3 separate regions of the Mus musculus genome follow, and all the other regions are linked to region 1. Evidence: chromatin contacts called from public ChIA-PET and promoter capture Hi-C data. All regions are on one chromosome and are shown on one strand. The core of a region is the stretch at or near the end of the contact, and the rest is flanking DNA. Distances in the headings are between cores, read along the strand shown.

Region 1 (4,391 bases), core at 1,578-4,077:
AGAAAGTGGGAAAATGCCTCAAAGGTATGGGCACTGAGGAAACATTCCTAAACAGAATACCAATGGCTTGTGCTGTAAGACCAAGAATTGACAAATGGGACCTCATGAAATTGCAAAGTTTCTGAAAGGCAAAAAAGACACCGTCAATAAGACAAAAAGGCCACCAACAGATTGGGAAAGGATTTTTACCTATCCTAAATCTGACAGGGGACTAATATCCAATATATACAAAGAGCTCAAGAAGCTGGACTCCAGAAATTCAAATTACCCAATTAAAAAATGGGGTACAGAGCTAAACAAAGAATTTTCAAGTGAGGAAAACCAAAGGGTTGAGAAGCACATGAAATAGAATGTTCAACATTTTTAACCATCAGGGAAATGCAAATCAAAACAACCTTGATATTCCACCTCACTCCAGTCAGAATGTCTAAGATCAAAAGTTCAGGTGACAGCAGATGCTGGCAAGGATGTGGAGAAAGAGGAACACTCCTCCATTGTTGGTGGGATTGCAAGCTTGTACAACCACTCTGGAAATCAGTCTGGCAGTTCCTCAAAAAATTGGACATAGTACTACCAGAGGATCCAGCAGTACCTCTCCTGGGCATATACCCAGAAGATGTTCCAACTTGTAATAAGGACACATGCTCCACTATGTTCATAGCAGCCTTATTTATAATAGCCAGAAGCTGGAAAGAGCCCAGATGTCCCTCAACAGAGCAATGGGTACAGAAAATGTGGTACATTTTCACAATGGAGTACTACTCAGCTATTAAAAACAATGAAATTATGAAATTCTTGGGCAAATGGATGTATTTGGAGGATGTCATCCTGAGTGAGGTAACCCAATCACAAAAGAAGTCACTTGATATGCACTCACTGATAAGTGGATATTAGCCCAGAAACTTAGAATACCCAAGATGCAATCTGCAAAATACAAGAAAATCAAGAAGGAAGACCAACGTGTGGATACTTAATACCTCCTTAGAATAGGGAACAAAATACCCATGGAAGGAGTTACAGAGACAAAATTTGGAGCTAAGACGAAACGATGGACCATCCAGAGACTACCCCACCTGGGGATCCATCCCATAATCAGCCACTAAACCCAGACACCATTGCATATGCCTGCAAGATTTTGCTGACATGACCCTGATATAGCTGTCTCCTGTGAGGCTGTGCCAGTGCCTGGCAATTACAGAAGTGGATGCTCACAGTCATCTATAAGATGGGACACAGGACCCCCAATGGAGGAGCTAGAGAATGCACCCAAGGACCTGAAGGGGTCTGCAACGTTATAGGTGGAACAACAATATGAACGAATAAGTATCCCCAGAGCTCGTGTCTCTAGCTGCATATGTAGCAGAAGATGGCCTAGTTGGCCATCACTGGAAAGAGAGGCCCCTTGGTCTTGCAAACTTTATATGCCCCAGTACAGGGGAATGCCAGGGCCAAGAAGTGGAAATGGGTGAGTAGGGAAGCAGGGCAGAGGGAAGGTATAGGGAACTTTAGGGATAGCATTTGAAATGTAAATAAAGAAAATATCTAATAAAAAAAGGCAAAAAAAAAAAAAAAGAGAACATTTTTGATAGAATGAATGTCCTAGGAATCTGACAGAAGAAGTCAAGAAAGACCTAAAATGATGTGTTCATGGGGAAAATGACTGTGGTTTTGACCTGGAGATTTAAATGCAAGCGCCAGCAACATTTATGTCTTTCCTGTCTGATGAGCCTCTGAAACTTTGAAGAATTATAAACTTCTTGATAAAATCTTTTAATAGGATCAATTTCTTCCATATCTCTTAATACCATTTAATTGGCACACAGGTATTTAGCTGGGGATGCAGTGTACACACAAGAACAGACATTGCATTTTGTAGGCTTATTTTTTTTGACACCACAGTATTTTAAAGACAATATCTGAATTGGCTTGCAGTAGCCTCATTACTATATGAATGAAAATAAATATAAGATTATATGGCAAAAAAGAATATATAATATTGCTTCTGCTTTTGTGATTTTTATTGAATGCTTAGGTGCTCAAATGTGTGCTTCTGCCTCTAAATGCTTTCTTGTGGTTTTTCCTTGGCTCTTTTTCTTCTGTTTTTTTTCCCTCTTGTGATTGTTTTTGCTTTGTTATTTTATTTTATTACTATTTGTTAGATCCCGTTTTGTTTTCTGAGGAGAGACTGAAAGGGTATTGATGTGAATAGGAACAGAAATTCGGAGCATTTTGGAGCTGGTAGGAGAGGGGAAATTGCAATCAGAATACAGCTTATGAAAAAGAAATCTATTTTCAATAAAAGAAAAAGAAAGTATATTTGAAAGCTATAGGGAAATTAAGGGAGGGAACAATGAAGGGAGAGCATTTGTGAGGAAAATCTGGTGTAAGAAAAAAAGAATCTCATGCAAAGCCAAATGCAATAATATAAAAATATACATTGCTTATTGGTAATATCAAAAAATCGGGCCTAAGTTCCTAATAAAACACAAACTTCTTTCATTTACTTTCTTATTCATTAGAATCCAGTTGCTATATGGATAGCTTGGTGAGCACAGAAGGGTTTTACTGGGCTTATTGACTATTTTCACAATTTCTCATCCTTTGTATGGAACCAAGAGTCGAACTACAGCACCATAGAAAACTACAGACAAAAACAGCAAAGCAAGCCTTAGAGACCTTGAAGCAGTGGGTTCGCAGGACACACCCTTTTCCTGAGGAGTCCATCCTCCAGCCTGCGCTTCCGGTGCTGCGGTGGGTGTGGTTTTCAGTGACGTCACAGCCGTGCGCCGTCCGGCGGCCAATTCAAATCGACCACTCGGCGGTGTGGGGAGGCAAGTGGCGTGTCAGTCTGTGGTGAGCGGCCCTGACGTGCGACGGGCCGCGAGGATGGCGCCCTCCACCACAGTCACTAGGCGGGTAAAGCGCAAGGCGCCCCGCGCCTTCCTCAAGCGCACCTTAAAGCAGAAGAAGCCTCACCTAGGTCTGGGGAGGTGCTGCGACCTCCTGGTAAGTCCTGCTCTCTCCGCCTTCAGGCCCGCCGGCCACGACCGGCCGCGGAGCGCCCTGCCCCGGGGGACCGCGGAAGGAGGACGCGGAGCCCGTTCAAAACTCCCGCGGGAAGGCCCCGCACCCCCCCTTATTGCTTCCAGGGCCAGCCGTTAAGGAGACTGCCTGGCTCTGGGATTAGTTTAATTGATCCGGGTATGGAAGGTAAACCGGCTAGAAACAGATTTGGGCCCCTGCCTGCCTCCCCAGCTCCTGTATGTTCTTACCGAACCCATTTCTCTATGGCCGCTGCACTAGGTCCCCTACTAAAGTGATCGTGTAGATGTGGCGTCAAGTCTTTAAAACTTTCAAGACTCGTTTTTCAGACTCGTGTTTACCTGAAATATAGTGCTTTCCACTAATTAATTGGCCCAAAAATAAATAACAATGTTACAGCCTGAAAGTAAAATCAGTTTGTTTTCTGCCCTTTTTTTTGGGGGGGGGGGTGTTGTTTTGTTTTACTTTGGTTTCGTTTTGTTTTTTTTTCAAGACAGGGTTTGTCTGTGTAGCCCTGGTTACCCTGGAACTTGATGTGTAGACAAGGCTGGCTTCGAACTCAAAGATCGGCCTACCTCTGCCACCACCACTAACACTCTCAGTATGTTGATTTTCAAGGCAGAGTTTCTCTGTACCTGCCCGGGGAAGTCCTGGAATTCAGTTTGTAGACTAGGCTGGAACTCACAGAGACACCCCGGCCCCCAACCTTCATCCCTGCCTTTGCCTCCCAAGTGCCTGACAAGGGATGCAGAGCTCTTAACCACTGAGCCATCTCCAGATACTGGTTTTCTTGACTACTACAAAATTATCTACATTCTCTCTCTCTCTCTCTCTCTCTCTCTCTCTCTCTCTCTCTCTCTCTCTCTCTCTCTCTCTCTCCATTGCTGTTTTTTTCCACATCCCTGACTCCTTAGTGGTTGAGATAGCGTAAGTGAGCTGGGATTTCCGTGGAATACACTTTTGATAGTTTCTTCTGTTTTCCCTGGAGTCTAACAGAGAACAAAACCCACCTGATGAGGAATATCCAGGAGCTCACTAGCTGATTCAAGGGATTGTCAGGCCTTTCTCAAGTAGCTTAGTTTCCATTTTCTGTCCTGAAGTGACCCGTGGCTGTATGGACTCCGGTGGAGTGCTCTAGGTGTCAAGCAGAGTTGAAGCCCAACACTTTGTAGTGGTAGCATAGGGAAGGTCCAGTTGTTCGGCCAGTTGTTGTTCCCAGGTGCTGGTTTCCTGTTCTGTCACTCTTGTTAAACAGCTCCTGTTTAGGCTGTTGCTCATTGACATTTCTTTGCTTACAGTGTTCTGCTCTCCATTAACTTCATAATTATACCTGATAAAGCACTCCATGC
Region 2 (3,969 bases), core at 665-3,164, 350 kb before region 1:
AAGGTTTTACGGCATAGAGTGAGAGCTTCAGTGATTTCTAGATGCAAATGTGGGTGCTGCATACAGAGGACAGCTTTCACAGCATTTCCTGTACAGTAAAAGTCAAGGATTTAAGCTAACTATATTTCCAAAGACCTTAAAAAGTAGCCACTGTACATTTCTTCAGTAACTTTTCTAATAATTTATACAAGGAAAAAGGGGAAAAATGCCCAGACCCTTATAGCTACAAGGATGTTTAAAAGTAGACTGTAATCCTAGTATTCAGGCTCCTGAGGCAGGAGGATCTCAAGGTTGAGGCAGCCTGGGCTACATAGTATGTTTCAAGCCAGCATGAGCTTCCTGGGTATAAAACTTAGTATCAGTTTCTCCTTTTTTTGTTTTGTTTTAGTTTTTTGGGTTTTTTTTTTTTTTTTTGCAAGTTTTCTTTTTGAACAAGCTATTCTAATCACCATTTTTCCTTCACCAACTCCTCCCAGATCTTTCTCACCCATGTCCCCGCACCCTTTCTTTCTCTCTAGAAAACAATTAGGCAAACAAACCATCATTTAAAAAAAAATAAGGAAGAAAAGAAAGGCACAGGAAATGCATAAACCACAAAATTGGAAACCATGGTGTATATGCAAAAGAATAGTAAGACACACACACAAAAAGCCCAAACAAGACTAAATATTGATATATTTATAGAACAGAACTTTATTCAGCTGTTAAATAAAATTACGAAATATGCGAGTAAATGGAGGGAACTAGAAAAAAAGTCCTCCTGACTGAAGTAACCCAGACCCCAAAAGACAAATAGTATACGTTTTCTCTCATATGTGGATGTTAGGTTACCGTTTAAGCATTCGATGAACATGCTACAAACTGTATAACCATAGAGGTTAGGTACAGAGTAAGAGACAAGTGGGAAGGTGGGGCAGGGAAATCTCTCAAGGAAGGGGAAATAGGGCACACATTTGGGATTGGAGCAGGGGATTAAATGGGGGGAGAGATGGAAGAAAGGAAAGGGGAGGGATATGGAAAGGAGCAACTAACACTTAGAGGTGTTTGAGAGTCATGTGAAAACTGAAGAAGCTTAAATTGTTTACACACATAAGAGACGTCTAAAAAGTATCACCAAATAACAGGGGTGACTGTACCCCAACGAGACGTGAGTGCCAGGAATAAGGTAGAGCTAGTTTGTGTTCCTTTGTAGACGTTTCATTTGAGGATAGATTTCTCCCAGCTGTGTAGCTAGCTCAAGTGGGAAGAGTACTGTGGAAATCTACTGGTTGATTTGTGTCAGTTATTTCCAGATCCTCCCATGCTCATTATTAGATCTCTGTTGTCTCTTCACTACATTCTGATATTGGTGGGTTTAATATTCATGGCTTCCTCTGGCTGAAACGAAACTGAAACAGAGCAGAGATTCGTCTCAGAGCTGCAGAGCTCCTGAGTGAGTCCACTTGCTTGCTCAGGTTCCACAAATCCATGGAGCTTTTGTTATCTAATTTCTTTTTGCCAACTGTTAAACTGTCTAGAAATGTTCTTTGTGGAAGATAGAAATCCAGCTGCTGGTGTTACTGATAGAAGTGACAGCAAGGCCAGCAAGGTGGCTTGCTACGTTGCACAGGCCCGGTGACCCAGAGTTTGATTCCACAGACACCATGTTGTAGAAGGAGAAGATTCCTGAAAGTTGTTCTCCAAGCTCAGCAGGTGTGTGTGGCACCTGTATGCACATGTTCATGAAATAAAGTTTTAAAAAGGAATATGATTAACATACATATATCAAAAATTTCTATTATATCCCATAACCATATGTTCAAATTATCAGTTAAAATAAAGTGTGGGCGCTAGCAGCATGGCTTACCAGTTACGAGTGCTTGCTGTTCTTCCAGCAGACCTGAGGTCAGTTCCCAGAACCTCCACGGGGCTGCTCATCACTAGCTTCCTCCAGCCCTGGGCCTTCTGTGGCCTCTGAGGAAACCCACACACAGGTAGCAAACATACACGGAGACACATAAAATATAAATGATGTCCAAGGAGCTTAATAACATGTCTCAAGATTTTAGGAATATATTTTAATGTATTCAGTAGATTTATGGAAGAGAACATCTTTTTGTCCTTATCTAGGAAACAAAGAATGATTCAGTTCAGTGGTCAGTAAATTTGCAGTCTGTTTTTCAGGCGGGAGGTGAAATATATAACATTTAGAAAGAACTTAACATTTTATAGGAAGAAGAGTGACTGAGAAGTGACTCATGGAAGAGCTAGAGGCTTATGTGTATAACTAGTTTTGCTTTTAGAAACCTCTTGGATATCATTTGCATTCATGCATTTCCCACTATACACTTCTCTTTCCTGTGGTTTGTAGTATTTCCACAAAATTGTGCAACCGTCCCACTATAAAGACAACCGCCCCACAGGAAACGTCATTTACTCCCAAAGAAACCCCCAAGTGGAGTTACCCCTCCTCCTGCCTTTAGCAACCACTGATCTAAATCTGTGTGGTTTGCCTGTTTGGTCTGATTTCAGTTTTAAATAGGTAACTTAAGTTACAGGGAAACAGTAATAAAATCAGAGTTAGGTATTAATATAATTGTCTAGGCAAAGTACAGATTTAATAGTTGGCAAACAGTCCACTAATACGGAATTCCGTATACACTGAAGATGTTTTTAAGCTACTATTCAAATTTTCAGTATTATTTTGGACATATGTTTTCCATTGATTTGGTCATTCATATATAAAGTTAGTCCTCTATACCTGTGGTTTCTATATCTGGATTCAGCCAATCTTCAATGAAAAATTGAATTTGGAGTATAATAGTTTTACACATACTAAACCTAAGACTTTTTATTCTTACCATTTTCACAGTAATTCAGTATAGCAAGTACCATTTATATTTGTGTTAGGTATTCTGAGTAATCTAAAGATGATTTAAAGGATACAGGAGATTATACATAGATTATGCAAATGTCTCCCAACTTGCTGTTAGGTATTCTGAGTAATCTAAAGATGATTTAAAGAATACAGGAGATTATACATAATTATGCAAATGTCTCCCGACTTGCCGGACTCTTTGGATTACTGTATAGGGTAGGAGGTGTCCTACAGCCAGTCCATAGATACAGCGGACTGTAAGAGGCTAATGAGAAAGGAGGTTTCTCACAGTAATGTTGGGAGTCCAAAATAAAAAACCAACCTCCAAATATCTTTATATGCTGTCGAACAAATCCTGTGGTTTGTGCCTACCATACCCTACTCAAAAGAGAAAGCTAGCTACTGGCAACTTTGTTTGAGCAATACTAGCATTATTCATGTCATTTAATATTACTTTTAATTATTTTTTTACAGGTGAATTTGATTTATATTTTTATTTTATAGTTATATAAGAAGCCTAAGTATAAGAAATTTTTATTTGTGCGTATTCAAATGTCCTTTCAAAACACGAGTCAGTATACATAAAAGGTTTCTTTAAAGAGTTGGAATATGAGGCCAACTTACACTACATAGTGAAAAGTAGGATCCTACCTAAAAATAAGTGTATATTCTTAAGCATGACACTGTTTTAGAGACCCATGGGTTATACTGTGTATAAGCTTAAGTTCAAAGCCATATTTTCCTCTTTGTTTCTATTTTTAAATTTAGTTTCAGTCATGATGTAAAATATATTTCTTCATGTCATAAATATTTCTATGGAGATTCTAAATTTGATATGGACTAGTTTTATAAAAAGTACATTATTTCTGTCTGTAGAGTAAGTGCTAAAGACTTTTTAGAGGAGAAAAAAACCAAAATGGTCACAAGTTCCCTAAGGACTAGCCAAGAAGGACTTGAAGAGAATTCCTTCCTCTGATAATGGGGTGAAATGCAGCTTGCGTGCCGCCTGGTGAGTGAGTGGTGATGGTTTTGAGCATGTGATTGAGACAGCGAGGAGGAGGTTGTTGAAGGTCAGAGAGACATCGAAAAGTCCCCAAGAGTGGTGGTCAGGG
Region 3 (4,374 bases), core at 643-3,142, 380 kb after region 1:
GTTTGTTATGGACTAGAAACAGCCGCTGGGGAAAGCTGAATGTTATTTGAAAGCTTCCCTGGAGAAATTTTGTTGTATGAAAGAATTATAAATTGATATACACTGTTTAAACTTTGATATCTTAATAAACTCTTCCTAATGAATAGTACACTAAATTTTCTAATACTTTTGGCTAAACATAATAGGACATGGTGTTGGGCTGGTTAACTTTTTATTCTCTCTAAATGGTAATTTAGGAAATGAGCTGTAAGCTCTCGGTGCACAAGTGTACCATAAAAATCCCATTGACTGAAATGCAAGCACAGTGGATCTGTCTGCCATGTGCCTGCCTGTCATGGCCTCTCAAGAGGTGTCACTTAATAGCATTCCTAAAATCACCTTGAACCACTAATAAGAAGAGAAAATGAAAAAGGGGGTAAAACCAGTTCCCCACTTAACAAATCAATGGGCATTTTTGTCTAGAGCCAAGTCAGAATTGAGAAATGCAATAACATAATATATTTTGGTCTTCTTCCAGAATCAGTGAGAGTCCTGCCAAAAAGCGAGAAACAGTATATCTGAAATGTTTGAAAGGCAGGAGACGTGCCAATCCTCATCCGAAAGGTTACTTGAGACAGGAATAGGGAGTTCCTGAATGATTGGCAGGACTTGCTGCCGTTATCAATTAACAGTTAGAAAGCTCACTTGATATGCCTGGTTATTTTACCCAGTACCAGAAAGGCAGCATTTCTCCATGGCAGAAGATAGTTACAGTTTATATAATATAAGCAACCAAAGAGTAGGCCTAAATGCAGTAAGAAGGGAGGAATTTGCTTGACAACAGTCATTGGCAACAAGACTAGGCCACGAGTGATGTGCCAATCATCCCATAATTTGATCATTTATCAATATCTTTCCTGCTAGTCAAAGAACACCTACAAGGAGTACTGGCTAGTGCTTATCAACCACTGTATAGCTCACAGAAACATAACATTTGGATAGTAATAGTTCTGCTCAATAGGCATGCAATGATTTGTGTAATGCCTCAACAAGCTAGTCTGGTTTGTTTTCCTTTAAACATAAATTCTTTGAGGCTCTACATGACTACAGAAGGAGAACAACTAGGGACAGTTCCAAAAAAAGATTGTACAATGTGTTCCTTTGCCCACTTCTGCTGCCTTTTATGTGACTATGGGGCCTGGTAGGACTGAAGACAGGAAAGTAATTATAAAGCTGCATCAAACCAAATATGTTTTACCTTTTTTTCCTCTCCTACATTATTGCTGAGACAAAAATCTGATAGCACAATGTTTTAATTTGAGAAAGAACTTTCTATTCTTCCTAATAGATAGATGTTTGCTTTGAGGGTACACTAATTCCTTCAAGTAACTGGAATATTCATTTTTGGATCATGGTGAAACATATGGCCCATAATAATGGACATACCCCTTACATTAGAACATATTGCACTTGACATGTATTCAAGGATTATAGACTGTTATGTTTCAGGGCTACAGTTTAGCATTATTTTAGAAACTGGTCTTTCTCTTTCTCCTGTTCTTCCTTTTCTTTTTTTAAAATGTGTGTTAATGTCTCCTTGTTGTTCATAAACCACGAGTGATCCATGACATAGATTTTCAGTGGTAAACCAAACTCTCCCTTTCATAGATAACTTGATATAAAACCGATTGAATGAAATGTTAATTTGAGGTAAATTGAATTGAAGATTTTATTAATGCCTTAGAAGATCTGGAAGTACTTTTAGAAAAATCTAGTTAACGTTCTTTAATTGAAGAGAGAAATTTTCAGATCCAGAGAGATTAAATCAAACTCTAGGGCTGTAGAGATAGCCTAGCACTTAAGAGCACTTATGGTTCCTGCTGAGGATTGGTGTATAATTCCCCACACCCATGTCAGGCAGCTCCCAACTTCTTGGAGCTCCAGCTGCAGGGGATTCAATGTCTTCTTCTGGATTTGGAGCGTGTGTGTGTGTGCGCGCACTCTCTCTCTCTCTCTCTCTCTCTCTCTCTCACACACACACACACACAAATAAAAATAAATAAAAAATCTTTAAAAGTAAAATTTTCAACTAAAATTGTAAATAAGGTGCACATATTTAGCTATGCTAACAGGAGATCCATTAAAAAGAACATTGAAGAATACACAAGGAATAAACTAAACAAGCAAAATGTTTAAGAAAGTAGAAGGCAGAGTGATAACAAGGTTAATAGATTTAGAAAAAGAAAACAGCAGCAGCACTGTTAGTGGTGGAAATGCAGATAAGCTGGATTTATACATGCAATGTCCTCAAAGCTGAAGTCTCAGAGGCGTCAGGGACTCCTGGTATAGAGGCACAGAAATGGAGATACAAAAAGAAGTACAGCTCCAATTCCAAAATGATTCATATGCTGAAAAAAATGAAATTAATGAGCATTTAAAATAGAAAACTGGGATACGAGCCTAGAAATCTGGCTTACCATTCTGTGTTTTATTTATTATGTGAACATTAACATGCTCTCTCTCTCTCTCTCTCTCTCTCTCTCTCTCTCTCTCTCTCTCTCTATGTGTGTGTGTGTGTGTGTGTGTGTGTGTGTGTGTGTGTGTGTGTGTGTGTGTAAGATAGTCAGAGACAGAGAGACAGAGAGAGAAAGACAGAGAGACAGAGAGACAGAGACAAAGATGGACAGAGGCATACACAAAGATATTCTTTTTTTTTTTTCCATTTTTTATTAGGTATTTCGCTCATTTACATTTGCAATGCTATACCAAAAGTCCCCCATAGCCACCCACCCCCTCTCCCCTACCCACCCACTCCCCTTTTATGGCCCTGGCGTTCCCCTGTACTGGGGCATATAAAGTTTGCGTGTCCAATGGGCCTCTCTTTCCAGTGATGGCCGGCTAGGCCATCTTTTGATGCATATGCAGCTAGAGTCAAGAGCTCCGGGGTACTGGTTAGTTCATAATGTTGTTCCACCTATAGGGTTGCAGATCCCTTTAGCTCCTTGGCTACTTTCTCTAGCTCCTCCATTGGGGGCCCTGTGATCCATCCAATAGCTGACTGTGAGCATCCACTTCTGTGTTTGCTAGGCCCCGGCATAGTCTAAAAAAAACTAAACTAAAGATTGTCAGTAAACATCTAGTTGCTAATTCTTAGAGCTCTTCTTTACTCCTTTTCATTTTAACTAGGAGACTATCTTAAAATATTTGATTGAACATATATTTAAACATATTTTACCTTTGTATTTTTAAAAGATGAATTTTTAATTATGGTTATGACATTGGGTAAAAGTAAAAAAAGTATTGTTTACATTTTATTTTCAAACATCATTACTTATTTTGTGTAAAATTATGCTCACCTTTGACCTTAAGTCAAACGTAGTTATATCTTATGCCACCGGATCAGTAGGTAACTAACTAATTGTTATCTTTTATGTCTTTGATGATAATCAAAGATCAACTTATATAAAAATGAACATAAATCTGCCTACTAACTTAAAGAAATAGTATTACATCCCAGTGGACATGTGCCCAGGACTGGCTTTTCTATTAAAGTGTCATATGAAGTGACCAACCTGTCCTTGTGTACTTGGGGCATTACCCACTTAGGATCAGAAAGCTCTACATCAAAAGAAATCCCTCAGCTCTTAACAAGCAAGTGTTTCTCTGACCCCGAGAACAAGCTGTCACATGAGGACCTGTAAACCAATTCTGTGGGGAAAAGCAACACAGTTTCACAAAACCCCAAATATTGATATTCCACAATATTAAAAAAACAGTTTATTCTTTAATTTTATATTTGCAGTTTGTAAGCAGCCATCAGAAACAGAGGTGCCAAAAATCCTTATAAAAGACCATCCTTCTGTGGTTCTAAGCCAGGGCCAGTAAAAAGCCAAAAATTTCCAGGCCAATTCTGAGGACTTAAAAGGTTCCGATAGTTCGGATAAGCTTTGGACAAGCGGCCAAATTCTGGAAGCATATCTGAACTTGCTCCAAATCCCAAACCTTTTGAGGTTTACTTCTTCTTAGTCCAAAGTCATTGCAAGAGCTGACAGCCCCTTCACAACTTTACATGAACAATAATGAGTCTGAGATTATTGGAGGCGCCAAGTCACGCCATCCCTTCATTGTTTGGATAATAAAGTTCAGAAGTACTGAGGGTAATCTTGGAGAGAGACAGAGACCAACTTTTACTTATCTTTTTTGGTGTTCACTTCCTTTTTAGCTAATTAAACCTTCGTTCTTCACAGGAAATAAAATTTTGCAACCTCCATAATAGTTTGGCTTCATAATACTGTATATATCTTTTCCCAGTTTGTCTGGAAAAACAGGAAGAGAGAGGTGCCAGCGTGAGGACCCAGAACAGCAAGTTATCTTTTTAAATTAGCAGATTTTTCT

The links. Promoter capture Hi-C pulls out the DNA fragments that hold promoters and counts their contacts. ChIA-PET counts read pairs in DNA pulled down with a chosen protein or histone mark.
Region 2: a contact with region 1 is called in an RNA polymerase II ChIA-PET map of memory CD8 T cells, with 6 read pairs. The contact joins the enhancer-like site here to the promoter of Cenpw in region 1. A contact is called at or near these places in 6 of 39 promoter capture datasets (the 3T3-L1 cell line, 3T3-L1-derived adipocytes, the C10 cell line and 2 more), 1 of 15 datasets of contacts at CTCF or cohesin (CD8 T cells) and 1 of 115 datasets of contacts at active chromatin or transcription factors (memory CD8 T cells).
Region 3: a promoter capture Hi-C map of hippocampal neurons shows a contact between it and region 1, with 2.4 times the contacts expected there. The contact joins the enhancer-like site here to the promoter of Cenpw in region 1. A contact is called at or near these places in 4 of 39 promoter capture datasets (3T3-L1-derived adipocytes, hippocampal neurons, liver and 1 more) and 1 of 9 other capture datasets (adipose tissue).

Annotation. Positions count from the first base shown.
Region 1 is chr10:30,198,976-30,203,366 of GRCm38.p6, reverse strand. It overlaps Cenpw (centromere protein W), which reads left to right and starts at 2,827. Exons shown (of 3, transcript NM_001109747.1): 1 at 2,827-3,006. The coding sequence starts at 2,887.
Region 2 is chr10:30,548,601-30,552,569 of GRCm38.p6, reverse strand. The region is part of intron 11 of Trmt11 (tRNA methyltransferase 11); the gene reads left to right. Among named protein-coding and RNA genes, the nearest start is that of Trmt11, 50 kb to the left of the region's middle. Within about 2 kb of position 1,914, at least 20 of the 459 cell types and tissues checked have an H3K27ac peak or open chromatin away from gene starts, as enhancers often do. A contact at or near this core is called in memory CD8 T cells, where this site is marked.
Region 3 is chr10:29,821,364-29,825,737 of GRCm38.p6, reverse strand. No RefSeq gene overlaps it. Among named protein-coding and RNA genes, the nearest start is that of Gm46219, 120 kb to the right of the region's middle. Within about 2 kb of position 1,892, at least 10 of the 459 cell types and tissues checked have an H3K27ac peak or open chromatin away from gene starts, as enhancers often do. A contact at or near this core is called in hippocampal neurons, where this site is marked.